2 separate regions of the Danio rerio genome follow, and region 1 is linked to region 2. The links are chromatin contacts, called in public Hi-C maps. All regions are on one chromosome and are shown on one strand. Each heading gives the region's core, a stretch centred on a gene start, on an enhancer-like site or on the middle of the called end of the contact. The rest is flanking DNA. Distances are from core to core; before and after follow the strand shown. Region 1 has its middle 27 kb from the start of znf507. Region 2 overlaps znf536 (zinc finger protein 536).

Region 1 (5,935 bases), core at 467-2,966, 720 kb after region 2:
ACTCGCAGTTGTGTCAATTGCATGTGATATTTGTGGGTTTTAAAGAAAATGTTACATCCCTCCCTCTAAATCAAAGCTAGACATTAAATGTATCTTATATTATATATCTTATATATCTTATATTTTATTAATCTTTCATTTTTGTTTACAAAAATACACAATTCCACATGCTTATTTGTATTTGGTTGAACCACCTTTTCTCAACCCCTTAAAATAAAATTCTGTGGGTCTTAAAAACTGAGATATCACACACATTGTTTTTATTTAATTTTTTTTTATTATCATTATTATCGTCTACCACATTTTACTTTTTTTGCTGGTGTAAAACACTGCTTCTGTCATATATGTTAAGAAAAAAAGTTAATTTAATTAACAAAACAAATAATTAGTGAACTGTATGAATACATTTTCAAGTATCTTAATACATGTCATAAAAGGCACAGTCTGTTTCAGTGTTGACTTGACTAAATTATTATGATTATAATTTATTATTATTAGTAGTAGTAGTAGTAGTAGTAGTAGTTGTAGTAGTAGTATCTAAAGCACACTTTAAAATAAATCAATGTTTGTACAATGCATTCTAGTTCTTTCTGCAGCCATTCATATATACTATCTGCAAAGCAGTCAAAAAACAGCATATATACTCAGATTATGTGGATTCATTTCATATTTACATGTCATATATTAATAGTAATGCATCAAATAAAAAACAAATACAATTAAAAATGTTGAATTAATTCGATTTTTTTATTACATTGTGAAAACTGACAACCATGTATCATACTCATAATCATACATTTGAAAGTTCATTTGTTTTCCTGTAATACTGAACCTTTTCTTAACTAAAGGAAAACACTTATTCTCTGAGAAATTGATTTACACAAGCAGCATCAGTACATATCCAACAATGCTTTGTAGCCTGTCCACTCACCCCAATTAAAACCAAGGTTTAGGTGCCCTTTAAAAATACCATTTTTTTCCACGACAAATTAAGTCTCACCAAAAAGATAAAAAAATAAATGGGCAAACTGACTTTTTTTTCCCGAATCCAGTCATTACTAATCTGGAACCTAATTACTAGCAGGGCAGATTTTCCTCTCTGATTTTCTCCAGCCAATTAATTTATATTATTTTCAGGATGACATTCAGTCCTGCGCTCCTTTTGTCTTTCTTTTGCCGCTCACTCCCACACACTCCTATCATTCAGCCTCCAGTATTATAAAACACACACACATAAACACACACTTCTCATTTGCTGGTGTTAGACACTGACCAACACCTTAGCTACTCATCTACTTAGATATGAAATACATTTATATATATAGAGAGAGAGAGAGAGAGTGAGAAATCCATACTGCACATAACAAATTCATTAAAATGCTACGCAGACATTCATACTGTTTCTCTAGAGCTCCGGCATTAACGGTAGGACCGCAGCTTTGCGGTACCATATTTTCTCCATATCTTCCTATCTCCGCACTGCTAATGCCTGCTAGTCCTCCTGGATAACCAGTTAAGCAATGTCGGTAATTAAGTGCTAATTAAACTTAAAGCCTGTAGTTAGGCAGTGCCCTACATATTGCCTTTGCTATAGTGTAATTACACACACTGCTATTTTAAAGGCCGCTGGAGACTGGCTGAATTGTAATGGTATATACGGTGCGCAGCGGCGGAGGCGAGGACTGAGGGTCAGGATGTGTGGTCAGGATTGCAGCCTCAGGGGTCAAAGGTTAGAACAAGGTTGGCCTCAAATAAGCCTCTGAGGTTTATAGCCCTTTAAGGCCCTGCATGAATTCATCTCTGGCTATGATGAATCGGCCTTCGTCAGCGCTTTGTCAGGACAGAACAGTGATCAATGAAAAGCTGCTGAAATAGTGCTCGTTTCTACAGGAAGAAAACGCTGTCCGGATGCTGTCCTTCACTTTAAATGATAATTAATAATATGTAATGCTGCAGTTGTTCATTTTTATGTGTACATCTATAGTATAATTGCAGCTAAGTTAAAAAAAAAAAACCTCATACAATTCAGGTTTCCTGCAAAAACTGATCATCTGATTTTAAAATGTCAAAGGAATAGAGTTTATTGTACACTGTCAACATATGTTAAGTAGCAGATGGAAGTAATTTAACAGAAATATAGTTTAAGCTTGTGATTGGCAGGTGTTTAAGCTTTTTTACACTTAAAAATTGCATAATGGGACTTTGATCTCTGCTTTGACAACTTTTGATGTTGAACATTTTACTCTGCAGTTTAACAAAGTGACAAATGTTAACATTTCTACTAGTTGGAAATGATGTCTGGGTTGACAATGTAAATTATGCAACAAAAACTCAGTAGCTTGTAGTTCGTTTTCTTTTTTATTTTAGGATTTATTTGCTTTGCTTGAAGACCCAGTTTACACTGTGGACAACTGATATTATAAATGGTTCTAAAATATTTAAAGATACATTATCACATTGCTCTACTCATTAAAGTGCTGTGTTTATTCATGTCTTTGCTTATTTTAACCTAATTTGATTTGTATTATTCATTTTAATCTAATTTGTGTTTTTCTTTGTTTTCATCTAAATTAATTCATTTATTTTAATTACGATTTGGATAATTTATTAGTTTTAATCATTTACAATTATTTATCCCTCATTTTAAAATGATTATAATTACTAGATAGTGTTAATCTATCATTTATTAGTTTGTTTTTATCTTATTTATTCAGTTTTTTAAAACAACTAAATATATATATGAAGAGTTCCGTTGCAAAAACCTCTAAATGCCATCTAAAGTTTTTTTTTTTTTTCCTAAAATGAGCATTTTTTTTATCATCCTCCTATGTTTATGTTAAAGTATTTCACTTTAAAGGCAATTCACTTTATTTGTGCCTATAAAAGTAGCCTTATCTCAAACCAGTCTGGCCATTCTCCTCTAACCTCTGGCATCAACAAGGCATTTGCACCCAAAGAACTGCCGCTCACTGGATGTTTTCTCTTTTTTTGGACCATTCTCTGTAAACCCTAGAGATGGTTGTGCGTGAAAACCCCAGTAAATCAGCAGTTTCTGAAATACTCAGACCAGCTCGTCTGGCACCAACAACCATACCATGTTCAAAGTCACTTAAAATACCTTTCTTCCCCATTCTGATACTCAGTTTGAACTGCAGCAGATCGTTTTGACCATGTCTACATGCCTTAATGCATTGAGTTGCTGCCATGTGATTGGCTGATTGCAAGTTGTTCTATTGTAAGGCAACATTATAAGTTGTTCTATTAAGGTAATGTAAGACCTATTAATGCAATTAATGGTAATGCTAGTAATTTTGTAGATGTAATCACAGCATCTGACAAAACCTGAACAGAGAGTTCAGCTAGAGGTCATGTTGACCCAACCCAACTCTAAATGCAATCACATTGTACTTCTTTACCATGTGCATTAAAGGTTAGGGTTACAGTTGTGTGGTGGATACTCAGGCTAATGGACTTGAACACACAAAGCAGAGGAACAAGGTCACAGCCACAAGTACAACACAAAAATCCAGTGGCCTCTAAATCTGTAATTTCCTCTTGACACTAATCGTAAAACTCTGCTTAAAAATGTGTTCAGTCCCGCTCCTGACGCTGAGTTTGATTCCAGCTCCGCATCTCCAGTTGCACAACCGAAGCATTATGCCGCATGCGATCATTTGTCATACAGTAATGCTCCTGGGATTTTCAAAGTAAAATATGCTTTGCTAAGTTTAAATATTTACAGACAACACGGGTACGTTCAGCTCTTTGTTTTGTCACTTCAGAGGCTGCTGCAGGACAGGTCTGCGCTTTACGACGTGATACGCAGGACTGGTTCCTGATCATTTGACAAACATCAAGAGTTCGTTAGCTGATGAATCTCCTCTCGGCTGGACACCCAAAATAACTCCGGTTCATGTGGCGACAATACTTATGGTTTGTTTGATTCCTTCTGCCAGAGAGACGTTAAGCAAAGGACGAAGTAGCACTGAAAATATTTACAGCAAATCATGAGCGACAGTCAGCGTTACTCATTAAGACGTATTAGCGGTGATTTGAGCCGAGCTGACGCACACATCGCCTTCTCCAGCCCAAATGAGAGCAGAAGCTCTGACAGCGACATCGGTGCCTCTTCAAGACATTCAAGCACCGAGCGTAAATTCAATATGAGAGGGGGAAAAATAACAGCAGAGAGGGCGATTGTGTTTTTCTCCTTCATTCCCAGATAACAGAATTTCAGGGTGACAAACTTCAAGTGCAACACTCTGCCTCAGGGTGAGTTAATTACATTAATTTTCCCTGACACTCTCACAAAATAAAGAAATCGAGAAAATAACCCAACAAGATAGACACTGGAAAACAACATTTTATGTGGCCCCTTTTTTCTCTTATTTATTTATTTTGTCAGCGATGATGAAATTAGTACAGAGGGCTCTCGCTGCCTATAATCAATCATTACTTTCGGTAGGTGCCAGAAAGCACCAACTGAAACCATATTTTCTTCACTTGTGGACAAAGGCTTCGAGATTGCGTGCCGCCCTTGTCCATAAATATATCTGGCCTTGACAACCCGCAGGATTGGCTTTGAGATTTTACAGAGTAAACATCTGTTTGTGTGGGCCCTGAGACACGCTGTGCTCTTTTACCCAAAACAGCAGAGCCTGTTTAAAGTGAATAAAGCAGCAGGACTCTACAAGATTCATTTGAGGAGCAGACACTATACAAGAGGCTGTGACACATCTGCTGTATGCTGGGAAATGGTACTGAATACAGTTTTTACTCTATACAGACCTTATACTAGTAATGAGTATTTATTAGTTTAGTTGCCTTGTAAATGTGTGTGTGTGTGTGTGTGTGTGTGTGTGTGTATCTAGCACCAACAAACTAAAATCAAATAAATATATAATAAATCTTATTTTAAACTTCAGAAAGTCATCTTGATCAGTCTATTTGGCTAATAACGTTGAGCTGCTGCCATTTGATTGGCTGACTGAATATTTGCATTAATGAGTAGTTGAACAGATGTATCTTATGAAGGAGCTGGTGATTGTGTGTATGTGTGTGTTCACATATGTATAATTCATGTCAGCCAAATGTTTGATTTCTGTATGTTGATGTACTTCAAACTGGAATGGAAGATTGAGAAGGGGGCGGGGCTTTCTTGTTGCACAACATTCCATTGAAGCAAACTAATGGTAAAAGTGGTAATGGTATAAATGGTATAATGGTGTAAATCCTGTATCAGAGTGACAGCAATGTTTTGTCAGCTTGTCTTCCTCTAAGAAAACGGTTGATGGTCACCTAGCAAATCCCTCCCCACCCTCCAGCCCCCTGGTTTAAGGTAAAATTGTCCGCAGTGATAAAGGGGTTGAGGACCGCTGGTCTAGTGTGACCGCAGCTTCATTGTGGATCAAGTCTACATTTCTAGAGAGCGTGAAATATGTACCCAGGGGTACGGCTGGCTGCATTTCTTCAGTAAACCAAAAGCTATAAGATGGTATGATGCCACCGACAGCTTCTGTTCCTTTTTGTGCTACCGCTGACCGCTTACCACTATATGGACAGCTTTTTCGGTGTTCGGCCAGTAGCTTGCCACATACGCCAATGGACTTGGGATGTAGAGTGGAGTGGACCGTGATGATGTGGTTTGAATTTGGCAAAGAATGGTTCCAGAAACCAGGTAAAACAAAAGCAAATAAAGAAACAAATAAATAACAGGCTGAAAACATATAGTAAAACCTGAAAGCATGGTAAAATCACGTGGTCACGGCCGTTTATCTTTTGTAGATTTCTTTTGAAAACACTATTGGTTGGGTTTAGGGAAGGAGGCAGTTGGTCAGTCATCAGCAATGTGGTCGGCTGAAATGCATATTGCGGCCTCTGGTGGATTTATGCTAGAAGAAGATTCGCAAATGGCACATTCAAAAGAAACTTGAGA
Region 2 (5,970 bases), core at 1,205-3,704:
CTCACTTTTTTCTTTTACATATTAGATGAAGCTGTGATATTTTGTGCAGATAATATTTATTTTTGTAAGTATTTAATGATTTGTTTTGTGAAGAATTTTGCTCTGAGAAAAAAATTAATAAAAAATAAAATAAAAAATAAATAAAAAAAAATGTCTCAGTGACTCTTAGTTGGCATTTCTGTGTAGAGTTTGCATATTCGGGTGGCTTTTCTCCAGATGTTCCAGTTTCCCCCACAGTCAAAAGACATGCGCTATGGGTGAACTGAATAAACTAAATTGGCCATAGTGTATGTGAATGAGTGTGTATAGATGTTTCCCAGTGCTGGGTTGCAGCTAAAAGGATATCTACTGTGTAAAACATATGCTTGATACGTAGGCGGTTGATTACGCTGTGGTGACCCCTTATGTATAAAGGAACTAAAGCGAAGAAAAATAAATGAATGAATTTAAAAGACATGGAAGTCATTTCCTCCACGTAATTAATATATTATCGGTATCTGCATTTTCTTTTACAGCGATAAGCCAATAGCTTTAAATTCATCCAATATTGGCTAATAAACATCAGAGGCTAATACACAAATCCCTAATATTTACAGTAGACACACTTTATTGATATGTAAATGGTACAGTCCAATGTTGAACTTTATTCCTGTGAACATTGCATTTATTTGTATCTGTTGCTTCATGAAAAGATCTGAAGATGCTGTGCATCTGACAAATAAAGCATCTAATCTACTGCGTCTGTGATAAAGTATGCAAACATTGTGTCACTACAGGAAGCAGAAATTGGTAGATATCATGTATCTGTTTATAACTCCTCTCCACTTGGAAGAGGGGAATCTCTCCGATCTGGTATATCAAGCCGCAGGTGAATTTTTTCAAAAACATTGAATTATTGAGAAACAAAAATACAAAAAAGGAATGACTGCAATCAAATATGCATACTTTGCTATCGGGCTGGGATCAGTCACTAGATGCATACATGCATACTGTATAAAGACAATTTGAATCGTTGACAATTTTGGTTTTGACAACTTCCAGTCAACTTATAAATGCAACTAGAACATGTTTTCAAGTTAAGAAAAATTTAGGCGACAATATCCCCTACCTTAAGCTAGGGCCAGATCAAATCTGTGGACATTTTATGCTATTTCTGTGCAGAATGTTGTAAAAAAAACATCTGCAAATTTATGCAGGATGATTTTGGGAGTATAGCATATAAAAGCTTAATATATGAAATAAAAATGTATATCTTTTTAAGTTTTATTTAATGTTTGTAATGCAAACCCACTTTGATCCATTTATTTGGTAAACAAAGTTAAACACTCATATCTACAAAAAGACAGAAAATATTACTTTGCAAACTGTATTGTAAATAAATCAAATGAGCATTAAGTCAATAATATTATTGAAATTCATTTAAAAACTGATTAAATATAAATGTACACACATTTACACAAGTAAAAATATAGACTCAATAATGGGTTTAAAATCAGCAGATTTCTGCATGCACAGATTCCGTGTGGACCTACGTATATCTTACAGTATAATGCAAATGCAAATGCAAAAAAAAAAAACCTGAAAAAAACAACAAATATAATTTAGGAACAAAAAAGGGACTTTTAGTGAGATCCAATTGTCCAAAAAGTTCCAAAACACAATTATTGTTACAGTTTTTTTTAATCTGTTTTCATTCCTGACTTAAAAACAAAAAAATATTGTATCTAAAACAAAAGTCGCTCTGTATTAGCTTCTCGTTTGTTCTGAAAACCATAACATACTCTTTCACATGTGATACTGACACCAAACGGAAGTGTTTAACTCAGGTGACCTCATTCATATTTGCAGTGCGAGTTGAAAGGATATGAGCATTTATACCCTTAATCACCCACAGAGCGGAAGTCTCTCTCTCTCTCTCTCCTTCAATACTCCAATCTTACTTGTTCTCAAGCTGGAGTTACTCACGGTGAGCATCTGAAAGTCATTAGAGTCTCTGCAGTCTGTCAGGTGCCAGCCTATACACACACACACACACACACACACACACACACACGCACACACACACACAAAAAACACACACACACAGAACAAAACACACACAGTGCACATGCAGTATTTCCCCCACACAAAGCCACACACACACACACACATGCAGAAACAGGCATTCATGACATGCTCATGAGCTATTATTTTTCAAAGACATGCCACACATACACAGGGACACATGCTTGAGTGTGTAAACACACACACAGTAAAAGTGCTGAAGCCCTGCAGGTTCTTTCTGCTGCGTGGGGCAAGGGATTCGTCATGTGCTGATGAGCTGTTATAATAATATATGAGCAAATCACAAGCATTCTGCAAATTAATCATTTTTCCTCCTCAACACCCTTCTCCCGCTCTTTCTCTGTCACACACACACACATACGCACAGTCTTTGTTGCTGAGCGTTGGAGAGGGCGACTTCTCACAGACAGACAGAGGTGAGAGGCAGCACTCTTTCACAGATGGTGGCTCTGGCATCAGATGGAATTTATATAAGACTGATTTTGATTACATGCCAAGGCACCTCCATGTCTGCATATGCGTATGTGCATGAGAGAGAGAGGATGTGTTTGCATGCTTTCCACAATCGTATACTGTTCAAACGCATCGTGTTTGATATCTTTTAGACTGTATGCGTGTGAATGGTGAGATAAGAAAAGCAGAATGAAATAGAGAATTTAAGAGGAGGCGCCACAAGAGGGAGCATTAGACATGTCTTCAGAAAGGCTAGATAAAGGAAAATGGATACAGACTAAACTGAAATAATTGTTGTTTTTTTTCAACCCAATTTTGGGTCAAATATGGACTAAAAATGGACTATTGTATTTAATATTCAATAGATTTTTTAACCCAGAAAGTGTAATTTGACTTAATATGACTGTAGTCACAAAACAAGTCACAAATGTAAATTTTTGGGAAATCGTGATTTATGAATCATCTAAATGATAAATAAATAAGCTTTCCATTGATTTGTACAATACAACATTTGAAAATCTGCAATCTGGAGGTTAGAAAAATCTAAATACTGAGAAAATAGCCAATGAAGTTGTCTAAATGAAGTATTTAGCATTGCACATTACTAATATTTATATGAGGTATGTGTTGGCTTGAGGCCACAGGCCTAATGCTTTAGTGCCCCCCACCAGTGCTGATATACAGCCATATCGCACTGCTACGAGTGTGTTTTTGCATTTATACAACAGTTTGACAGCATAATTGTGTGTATGAAAAAGAAAATCAAACATGGAGTCTCAAAAACTCTTTTGTATGCGGAACTACTTTCTTCCGCCATTCATTCACATCTGCAGCTCATGTCAGAACAGCAGAAACTGTTGCTACTTCACAAACATCATTTTAGAGCTAGTTCTTAAATAATTCTCTAGCTTAATGCCTAAAGTGATGATAAAAACAGGTGATTTTTGCTCATATTTTAAGATTATAAGACTGAACGAGATGAAATGCCAGAGATTTGCCAGTGTTTTTATGTTGCAATCAGGATATCACAATTAACCCTGAACAAGCAAAAGTAAAACAAACACTAAAGAGAGATACAGCATACTAAAAAGAGAGATCGACTTAGAATGTCACTTACCTGTTTTATTATGATTTGTTCTGCTGTAGTTTGAAACTCGCGCTGAGAAAACGCTGACTTTTTCCCTCCCCTCAGGACTTATTATTATGTCTCTGTCGCCATCTTGTGGCGGAACGTCAACCGTCACTTTCTTTGGTCTGCACAGACAGGCTGATGGCGGCTGGTGCACTGAATCTCTGGAATTATAAGTATTTTAATATAAGGACTATCTTTATATATATATATATATATATATATATATATATATATATATATATATATATATATATATATATATATATATATATATATATATATATATATATATAAACTGCATAGTTCCAAACTAAACAGCTACATTCTCGACTAAAGAAGCCTCAAAATACATTATGTTGCAGAAGCAATATGTGTAAAACTGTAGAGTGTCCTGGGCAGAGTAATACACAAGGGTGAAGGGTGAAGAGGCTGGACTTGTGCTGTTATTTGCAGAATATCACACAGCTATCAGCCAATCAGATTCAAGAATCTGACAGAACTATACAGAATTTTATACAGAAATATCGTCATGGAACATCATGCATCTTTACTTGATATTCTTGTTATTTTTGATTACATATTTTTGATGATTATTTTTTATTAGTTTTTTTTTTTTTTTTGCCATAAAATAAAAATAGATAATTTGATCCAATCTGTTTTTGGCTATTGCAAAAAAAAAAAAAAAAAAAAAAAAAAAATCCACACACAGCCTAGCATTTTTATATTGAAACTATGATGGTAAAGATAGTTTATACTGTAAGATTCAATGTACTGTATGAGTGAACAGAATAAATAAATGGGATCGTTTTGTTTTAATTATGGCATGATGGACTGTGGGAAGGACAATGATGGAGTGATATTGGGGAATTTTCAGGAAGTGGGTGTTGTCGTCTCTTCTCCCTCCTCCTCCTTCGCCCTCTGATCTTCACATATGAGGCCTTCAGGGGTTAATTAGGCAGGCGTGATAATGGCACACTGATGAAAATAATAGAACTCTTCTTGCTCTCTTTTTCTCTCTCTATTTTGAGACAATGTTAGAAAATGATGGAAAGAGCGAGAAAATGGGTGAAAATGATAAAAAAAGAACTACTTGTCAGTTCCATATGTTGTCTTGCAAAGCTTTGTACAGTACTGTATGTATAGAGCTGAAAATGTCCTCTTGTGTGGTTTTTGGCCGCAAAGCATTCCCAAGATTTATTGGCCATTGGTAACAACTACATTGGAATTTTTACTCACACAGGACTCAGTTTCAGGAAAGAGAGTGAAGAAATGTGGGAAGGATTGACACATAGCGAAGAGAAAGAGAGGGAGAATGGAGAAATAAAATTCTTCATACTAGTTGATGTCACCTCAGCTGCAGTAGATGTGAATCACCAGAGAGCTTTGAAGAGAGGAATGATTGAAAGAGGGAACAAGAAAGAAAAAGAAAGAGACGCCTGTACTGCTGAGACGCATAATGATTATGCAACACACACATATAGACTTTTATTTGAGATATTTTGTCAGATTTATCGAATATATAAAAAGAAAACGTTAAACACAAGCAGGTCAAATAGAAATGACAATGATTTTAGTGTCTGCGTAAAATTAAATTAGCAAATTTAATATATAATAAACATATTAAGGTGAAGAAAGCATTACATTGTTGCTTTGAAGTTTCAGATGAAAATAAAACATAAAAATATAGGAGAAACAATGTCCTGTTAGTCAGCCTAATAATATATGTATATATGTATATATGTATATACATATATACATATATACACACAATATAATTATTCTAACCTATACCAATTCAAATATATTAATGTTTAAGTGAACATACACTGTAAAACCCAACAATCAGTCTTATCAAAAGACTAGTTAACTCAAAATTGACTGAAAGTTAATTCTACTCATATGAAAAGAGTTTTGAACTCAGTGTTGAAGGCAATAAGTTAATTAAATACTTCATTACTTCAACTTAAATGGAGCAAATTCACAGTACTCGATTTTTTTAACTCAAATGGTTTGTTGCAATCTGTTTCCTCAGACGGTTTGAGTTGCCTTAACTTATAGGGTTTTACAGTACTCAGTTGGTTTGAGTTCTCTTCATTTATTGGGTTTTACTGTGCTCAAATTGCTTCATTTACTCAAATGGATTAAGTTTACAGTACTCATTAGGATTAGTTTTTGAACGTAAATGGTTTGTTGCAATTGGTTTACTCAAATAGTTGGAGTTTCCTTAACCTGAGTGTTAAGGAAAATGAGGTTTTACAGTGTATTAAATGTTATATTTTTATTGATTAAGAACTTAAAAATGTATTGCAGACAAATGGGTA

Evidence for each region. Hi-C and Micro-C count contacts between places; a contact is called where the count stands out from the background.
Region 1: a contact with region 2 is called in a Hi-C map of embryo, with 7 times the contacts expected there. The contact joins two enhancer-like sites. A contact is called at or near these places in 7 of 18 Hi-C or Micro-C datasets (caudal fin, embryo, hematopoietic stem cells and 2 more) and 1 of 4 datasets of contacts at active chromatin or transcription factors (caudal fin).

What each region holds. Positions count from the first base shown.
Region 1 is chr7:49,022,540-49,028,474 of GRCz12tu, forward strand. No RefSeq gene overlaps it. Among named protein-coding and RNA genes, the nearest start is that of znf507, 27 kb to the right of the region's middle. Within about 2 kb of position 1,717, at least 4 of the 62 cell types and tissues checked have an H3K27ac peak or open chromatin away from gene starts, as enhancers often do.
Region 2 is chr7:48,305,442-48,311,411 of GRCz12tu, forward strand. All of the region lies in intron 12 of znf536 (zinc finger protein 536), which reads left to right. LOC141375119 (a long non-coding RNA gene) reads right to left here. Exons shown (of 3, transcript XR_012382633.1): 2 at 3,635-3,810; 3 at 593-2,015. Among named protein-coding and RNA genes, the nearest start is that of tshz3b, 270 kb to the right of the region's middle. Within about 2 kb of position 2,455, at least 8 of the 62 cell types and tissues checked have an H3K27ac peak or open chromatin away from gene starts, as enhancers often do.